Regions from separate parts of the Mus musculus genome. Here region 2 is linked to region 1. The links are chromatin contacts, called in public promoter capture Hi-C maps. All regions are on one chromosome and are shown on one strand. The core of a region is the stretch at or near the end of the contact, and the rest is flanking DNA. Distances in the headings are between cores, read along the strand shown. Region 1 holds the start of Nme2 (NME/NM23 nucleoside diphosphate kinase 2). Region 2 has its middle 13 kb from the start of Tob1.

Region 1 (3,551 bases), core at 681-3,180:
AAGTGCTTTTCACCACGGAGCCTTCTCTCCAGCCCCAAGAACAAAACTGATGGCCTTTGTTATATTTCAGTAGATATTTAAACTTTAAAAGTAACCTCGTTGCCGGACGTGGTGGCACAAGCCTTTAATCCCAGCACTTGGGAGACAGAGGCAGGTGGATTTCTGGTCTACAGAGTGAGTTCCAGGACAGCCAGAGAAACCCTGTCTCGAAAAACCAATAAATAAATAAATAAATAAATAAATAAAAAATTTTAAAAGGTAACCTTGTATTAAAAAAAAAAAAAAAAAAACTGGGTCAAAAAAGAAAGAAAGAAAGAAAGAAAGAAAGAAAGAAAGAAAGAAAGAAAGACAGACCTGGGTCTCATGGGATCCAGACCTGGCCTTAAACTCCAGGTATAGGCAAGGGTGACCCAGATTTTCTTTTTTTTTTTTTTTTTTTTTTTTCTTTTCAAGACCGGGTTTCTCTGTACAGTCCTGGCTGTCCTGGAACTCACCTTGTAGACCAGGTTGCCCTCGAACTCAGAAATCCGCCCGCCTCTGCCTCCCGAGTACTGGGATTAAAGGTGTGCGCCACCACCGCCAGGCTGACCCAGATTTTCTTATCTCCACCTTTATGTGCTGAGATTTGAGCATGTGCCACCACACCCTACTGTTTAGGAGGGGTTGACTCTAGACCTCATGAACTACACCTTCAGCTGGTGGCTACATACCATGTCAAATAGTTACTATCCTATGCCAAGGAGAGATGCAGCCTAGGTCATCTGGAAGTTTCGGCTCAAGCACAAAAGAATTGCAATTGTACAGGGCGGGTTTCAGGCTCTCTCCAATCCTTGCTATCCCACATGACAACACAAGCCGACTGGAGACCTTTTGCGAGACGGACAGGACCAGGACACACTGTGGGAGGGAAGCCAGGCCTGGGCACCGACACCAGTCACGTTACCTCCACTTAAACCTTCCCAAGGGCGTCTGTCCTCCCCGGCCTGGGAAAGGGCCAGCGAGCCACCAACGTCTGGTGAGAGGCGGAGGTCAAAAGGATTCTCGTGGGAGTGAAATCAGCCAGGAGGCCTAACTCCGACTCCAAAAGGCGACGCGGCCAAACTACTGGCGGGCGAACCAAACTCCCGCCACCCAGCAGCAGAGGGGTAGGGGGCGAAGGGCGTTGTTACCCGAAGGAACTTCATGGCCACCAGGCGGAACCCCTTCTGCTCGAACCGTTTGATGATCTCGCCCACCAGGCCGCGCTGCACGCCATCTGGCTTGATGGCAATGAAGGTACGCTCGAGGTTGGCCATGGTCCTGTGGAGGCAAGAAGTGTAGTCGATGAGGCCCGGCCGACCCAAGCCGGCCCAGGAAGCCACGTGGGTTCCTGCCACCGCCGCCGCTGCGGAGGACACGTGGCTTTCCAGATACTTCTGCCCCGCCCGGGAGGCCCAGAAAGAGGACTGCGGGAGCCTGTGGTGAGCTGATGTCGGGGCGGGGAGTGCATCTTAGCCTTACCGAAAGCCGGTGGGTCGGCTGGTGTCTGCGATGAGCGACAGAAGCAAAGAGAATAGAACGACCACCAGCCGGCGCGGAGAGAGGAGGGACGCGGGGCGGGACGAGAGACGCCACACCCCGGAGGACCCCGCTGCCCAACCCGGGACGCTCAGGCTGCCTGGTCTTGCCAGTCGTCTCTGTCCCCGCCCAAAGGCTCGCGGTGCACGCCCTCTCCTTGCAGGGCTGCGGAGGGCTGCGGGGCAGGAAGTGATTTGTTCTCCACCCAAGTCCGCCTGTTCTTTGCAGCTAAAGGCTTCAGCTTTGGAGACCAGGTCCTGAATTTATTCCAGGAGACATCTGCATTCAAGCTTCCCTGAGACATCCGCGCCCAGCTGGACTCTCCATGCTCTGGGATACCCCGAGTTTTTCCTATCTCCGAAATTCAGCCCTCTGTTCTTTCCTCTCTGCTTGAGCTTAGCCTTCCTCACCCAAAATGACAACTTCCCTAGGAGCCAAGTCTGTCTCCAGGCCCCTCCTCAGAAGGCCATCTGTTCCTGTCTCAGAATGACTTTCGAATTCCTAAGATAACCCATGCCTTTTGACACTAGGGCCAGCTCCCAGCTCTCTGTCTCCTCACCTACCTTTCCTCTAGAGGCTCTGATGCCACCCTGAGCCTGGGATTCCTGCCCACAGAGCACTACCTACCGAGTGTCAGGCTACCCACCTCAACCTGAGACACCCCTGGCAAGATTCTAGATTTTTGTATATAAGTTGACGGCCTGCCTAGACTTCAGAGGAAATTCAAGGCCAGCCTGGTGAATTTGGTACATGAGACTACCTCAAAATAAGAAGCAAAACCAGGTGTGAGAGATGACACTTGCCTATAGTGCTAGCTTTTGGGAGGTGGAGGCAGGAGGATCAGGAAAGGACAGCCACTGCTACACAGTTCAGAGTCAGCCTGGTCTGTCTCAAAATATACAAAATGGGGTGTTGGAGAGCTGGCTTTGTAGTTAAGAGCCTTCCAGGGGCCAGAGGTCAAGTCCCAGCAACCACACACTTCAGGTGGCTCACAACTATAACTCCAGTTCCATAGAATCCGGTGCCTCCCATCTCCAAGGACATGCCCTTACGTGCACATACCCACATGCAACACACACACCTACACATAATATGATAAAAACAAGTTTTTAAGGAATACATACAAAGAGAGGGGCTGGAGTGGGTAAAGTGGTACATCCTTGGCTACACTAGAATTAAAGACCAGCCTCGACTACATGAAGGTAGGGAGCACTGAATATTTAGCTCTGTGGTAGGTCCACTTGTGTAGCATGCACAAGGCCTTGGTCCAACCTCCAGTACTCCAGACTCTGTATTCTCAGAAGCCAGGCCTGTCAACTTGCAGTCTTTACCTCCTGTCTTCTTGGCAAGCCACCAGTACCCTAAAGGTGCCCTCAGTGCCCACATCTGCTTCATTTCCATATCCAGACCACACCCAAAAAAGTTGCAGTATGTTGTGTGAACCAGCTGCTGCTTCTCCCAGCAGGCTTGGAGCCTGAGCTGGGGCCCTGAACATCCCAGTAAATAGGTTTAGGGCATTGCCCAAGGCACTGAGCCTAACTAGCGCAGATGAGTCAAAATGCCTGAAACCTCCTTCTCCAGCTCCATTGCATCAGCCCTGGCTAAAGACCTGCTTGGACAGAACAGCCCTCTGCTCACTGGCCATTAGGATGAGCAATTAAACTCTAAAGTTATCTCATACAGGCTCTACACACTGGGCACTTGAACCTACAATTTCCTTTTTTTATTTTTTTATTTCTTTGATTCCCAATGAACACTGATTTCAAGTGACTCTAGCCCTGGTCTCATCGAGAGAATATACCCTGCTTTGATGCCTCCCTGCATCTCTAAAGGAACCGGCAAGCTCTCTATGTTCTCTATGACACCAGTACTACTCACAACTTGAGATGAGATGAGGTCGGCTGACCTCCAAACTCAGGTTATCAGCCTTGTGGCTCCAGCCCAACTGGTCGCCTATAACTACTCAGGTGGGTAACAGCCCATCACACCTCTCC
Region 2 (3,634 bases), core at 912-3,411, 240 kb after region 1:
TTCAAAGTCCACCTCTGCATGCGAGACCTGGCTGTGTTCCTGACCAGGGCAAACTCCCTAATATATCTGAGATTGTGTTTTCCTGAGTCAGGCAATCTGTCAAGATCACCGAGTCTATGTGTACTTATTAGTTTTAGTTAATTATAAGTGTATATGTAGAATATGTAATTCACCATATATGAGATGTAGATTGTAGAGAAACATGCCCAGAAAACTTCCTCTGCTCCCAGCTCAGCAAGCTGGAGGAGCACCTTTCTACCACTGTCTGATCATGTGTATGGTCATCATTCTGTGTGCACAGAGCCCCTCCAGCTCCCACACTGCTGTGTGATCTCATGTCCCAAGACAAGGCTGTGCATTCTCATCACATCTCATCAAAGCTTTGCCACCAGCAAAGCTTTCCTTAATTATGTATTACTGAACCCAGAGCCTCACTGAGCTACCCGCTGCAGCTGTGGAGTCTTGCTAAGTTTCCCAGGGTGGCCTTGAACTTGTGATCCTCTTGCCTTAGCCTCTCAAGTAGATGAGATAAACAGGAGTGTATTACCACGGGCAGGCCGGTTTCATTTAGTTCTAAAAATATCCACTCCCTCCTCCACTTCCAGTGAGAGATAAGGTAAGTTTGTGTAGACCCAAAAGACAATTGTGTATGACAATCCTGAATTTCTGGTTCTTGGGTGGTGCAACCTCTTCAGTTTGAACTTAGTGGAGAGAGTAATAGTTACACCACAGACATTGGCGAATGCCACAAGCCAGGGCTTCCCCTTCCATTCTGACCCCATATAGTTGTCCAGCACGCTGCTGTGTCCTACAAAAAGCATGGTCACACAACTTGGAGGGCAGCTGACATCATGTTTGGTGGCACAGACCTGTGAGCCCAACACTCCAGAAGTGGAGACAGGAGGATGATGAGTTGGAAGCCAGCCTGAGATGCATCGTGAGACCCTACTTCCAAGTCAGGGAGACAACTAAACAACATCCGGGTTGTTTGATTCTTGAGTTGAGGGGACTGGATTTGTCAGCTATGTCCCTGCTAGTGAAGAGCCCTGGGCAAGATCCTATGATCAGAAGCTGGCAGAAGCAGGGATTTCCTGCAGGGATTTCCTGCTCCTCTGTCTTGACCCTAGTGCCTCATACTTTACAGCTCTTAACCTCTATGGACATGGTGGCAATAGCCATCCAATATGAACTCTGCCTCCTGTGTCTACACCCCTTCACAATGTAAAGTGGCACTGGCCTTATGGTTTTACTTTTTAAATTTATTTTTATGTGTATGGGAATTTTGCCTGCACATACATCTGTTACTTTATGCCTGCAGAACCTGCAGAGGACGGGAAAGGGTGTTGGATCCCTTGGTATTGGAGTTATAGACCGTTGTAAGCCATTGTGCAGGTGCTGAGAACCAAATCTGGGTCCTCCGAAGAGCAGCCAGTGCTCTTAACATCTCCCCACCCCTTTTGTGGCATTTTAAAACCCATAGAATATGGCAGAAAATATATTGAACACATCCTGAAGCTTAAACCTAAAATGGTCTTCTGGCTTCTACCATGGCCCTTTTACAACCTGAAAACCTTGTGCTGTCATGAAGCTCAGTCAGCTACTGGGGGTAGGGGGTGGGGGTGGGATGAGAAGCCTGTTAGAGTGATGGTCACCAGCACTAAGTGTCTCAGACCAATGAATGACATCATGTTGGACGCTCCAGCCTAAGAGGTGAGCCTAGGTGAGACCAGCAAAACTTCCCAAGTGGCCGATACACACAGTACCAGGGCTGGGCTGCTCATGATACACATGTTCTCTTAATAGCATTTCTATAAAGATAACAGACTCCAGTGGAATTGGACCACCTTGCCCTCTACTCTAAAAGTTCCCGTTTGCTCCCATTCCTCTCTCCAGATCGTCAGAGGGATAATACATGATCTATCCTCACCACCCAAGAGCCTAGCATGGAGCTTATAGCCAGGCCGCAAGGAATGGAGCTGGCTCAGAGTCCTAGATTCAGTCCCCAAGAGCAGGACATGAAGCACCCAGGGCTGATAGCAGTTTTGAAATTGTGAAAGACAGAAAACACAGGCAGCCGAGCCAGGAGGCAAGAGTCTGAGCCCAGACCTGCTGGCCTGGCCAGACAAGCACCAGCCTTCCACAGCCCTACCTTTGGCCTAGCTGTTCTCCGTGGTGCCGATAACCTCAAGGTGAGGTTGGACTGACTCTTGGTGCTACCTGTGGCTCCACCACTCAGCAGCCTCTGTTCTGGTGACTTATGGGACTGAGAGGCAGCACATCTGGGAGAGGACTTGTCTAGCATGCATGGGGCCCAGTGGTTAGCTCCACGGAAGCTAAGCTTGGTGGAGGAATTACACACCTGTCATCCTAGCACTGAGGAAGCAGCCCAAAGGAGTACCCTGAGTTCCAGGCTGGCTTAAGCTACATAGGGAGACTATATCTCAAAAAAGGAAATAACAGAAACAAGAGTGATGTCTTCCTCTTTTTATGACTCCCCAGTTCTGCTTTGGCCACCTGAAGCTAGAGCCAGGAACGGGGTTCACTGGGTCATCTTGACCCCTTTGGCTGGTGCTTGGAAATTATCCTTCTCCAGGAGGAAGGGGAGCATGGAAGAACGGGTGGAGATGGGTGAGGAATAGGGATAAGATTGCCTGACACTCCTGCCCAGATTTCCCCCTGACCTACAGATTAAAGTTCAGCATTTTTTCTTTGTATGCAGAGCCCTTCCCATTGGGCTCACCCATGGTCAGAGCCTTATCTCCACTTTCCCTGCTCTGCCCCGACAACCTTAGAGTTGGAGTTGATACCTGGTAGCTGACTTGTGATGAAGGCTCAGAGTCTGTCACGGCCCATTCACCTCCCCATCCATTAGCAATGCCCTCCCTGAAAAGCCTAGTTCTTCTCCAGCAGCAACTGCTGCTCCTAATTCAGTCATTTTGGTAATATAGTAGGACCACTCATTCATTCATTTGTTCATTCATTTGTTCATTCATTCATTCATTCATTCATTCATTTCTGTACTTATTCAGTGAGCATCTGCAAGAACCAGCAGTGTTTGGTTCCAAAGACTCCACAGATCAGATTTGTTTATTAAAAGACCCATCCTACGGGGAGGTGAGGGGTGTTGTGGCACACGCCTTTAATCCCAAGCACTCAGGAGGCAGAGGCAAGTGGATCTCTGAGTTCGAGGCCAGCCTGGTCTATAGAGTGAGTTCCAGGACAGCCAGGGCTACACAGAGAAACCCTGTCTTAAAAAACAAGACAAAACAAAATGAAAGACCACCACCCTTGCAGCTGTGGGATGCAGAATGGATTAGATTCGGGGGTAGACATGAGGTAGGGAGGCTAGGGGAAGGCTGGGCCTCCGAGTGGTTCAAGGAAAGGGAACATCTGGCCAGATCCACAGGTGAGAGGGCTAACAGATGGCCCACTGTAGGTTACAGATATGGGCAAAGAGAGCAAAGGGGGGGGGGATTCTGACTTGGTTTTTGAGCTTGAGGACTGTGTCTTTTCCATTAACAGGAGGCTGCTATCTTCTCACCCAGAAGGTAAATCAGACAGGAGGAGGTCTGTAGACAAGGCCTATTGGAGAGAGACCCATGGGGGGGGGGGGTATCTCAGAGAGGGAAGCTGG

What was found. Promoter capture Hi-C pulls out the DNA fragments that hold promoters and counts their contacts.
Region 2: a promoter capture Hi-C map of liver shows a contact between it and region 1. The contact joins the enhancer-like site here to the promoter of Nme2 in region 1. A contact is called at or near these places in 8 of 39 promoter capture datasets (the 3T3-L1 cell line, the C10 cell line, cranial neural crest and 5 more), 3 of 484 Hi-C or Micro-C datasets (CD4 T cells, bone marrow and rod photoreceptor), 1 of 115 datasets of contacts at active chromatin or transcription factors (pancreatic cancer cells) and 3 of 9 other capture datasets (adipose tissue, liver and pancreatic islet).

Annotation. Positions count from the first base shown.
Region 1 is chr11:93,954,326-93,957,876 of GRCm38.p6, forward strand. It overlaps Nme2 (NME/NM23 nucleoside diphosphate kinase 2), which reads right to left and starts at 1,931. Exons shown (of 5, transcript NM_008705.5): 1 at 1,501-1,931; 2 at 1,170-1,299. The coding sequence starts at 1,295.
Region 2 is chr11:94,196,505-94,200,138 of GRCm38.p6, forward strand. No RefSeq gene overlaps it. Among named protein-coding and RNA genes, the nearest start is that of Tob1, 13 kb to the right of the region's middle. Within about 2 kb of position 2,162, at least 12 of the 459 cell types and tissues checked have an H3K27ac peak or open chromatin away from gene starts, as enhancers often do. A contact at or near this core is called in adipose tissue and liver, where this site is marked.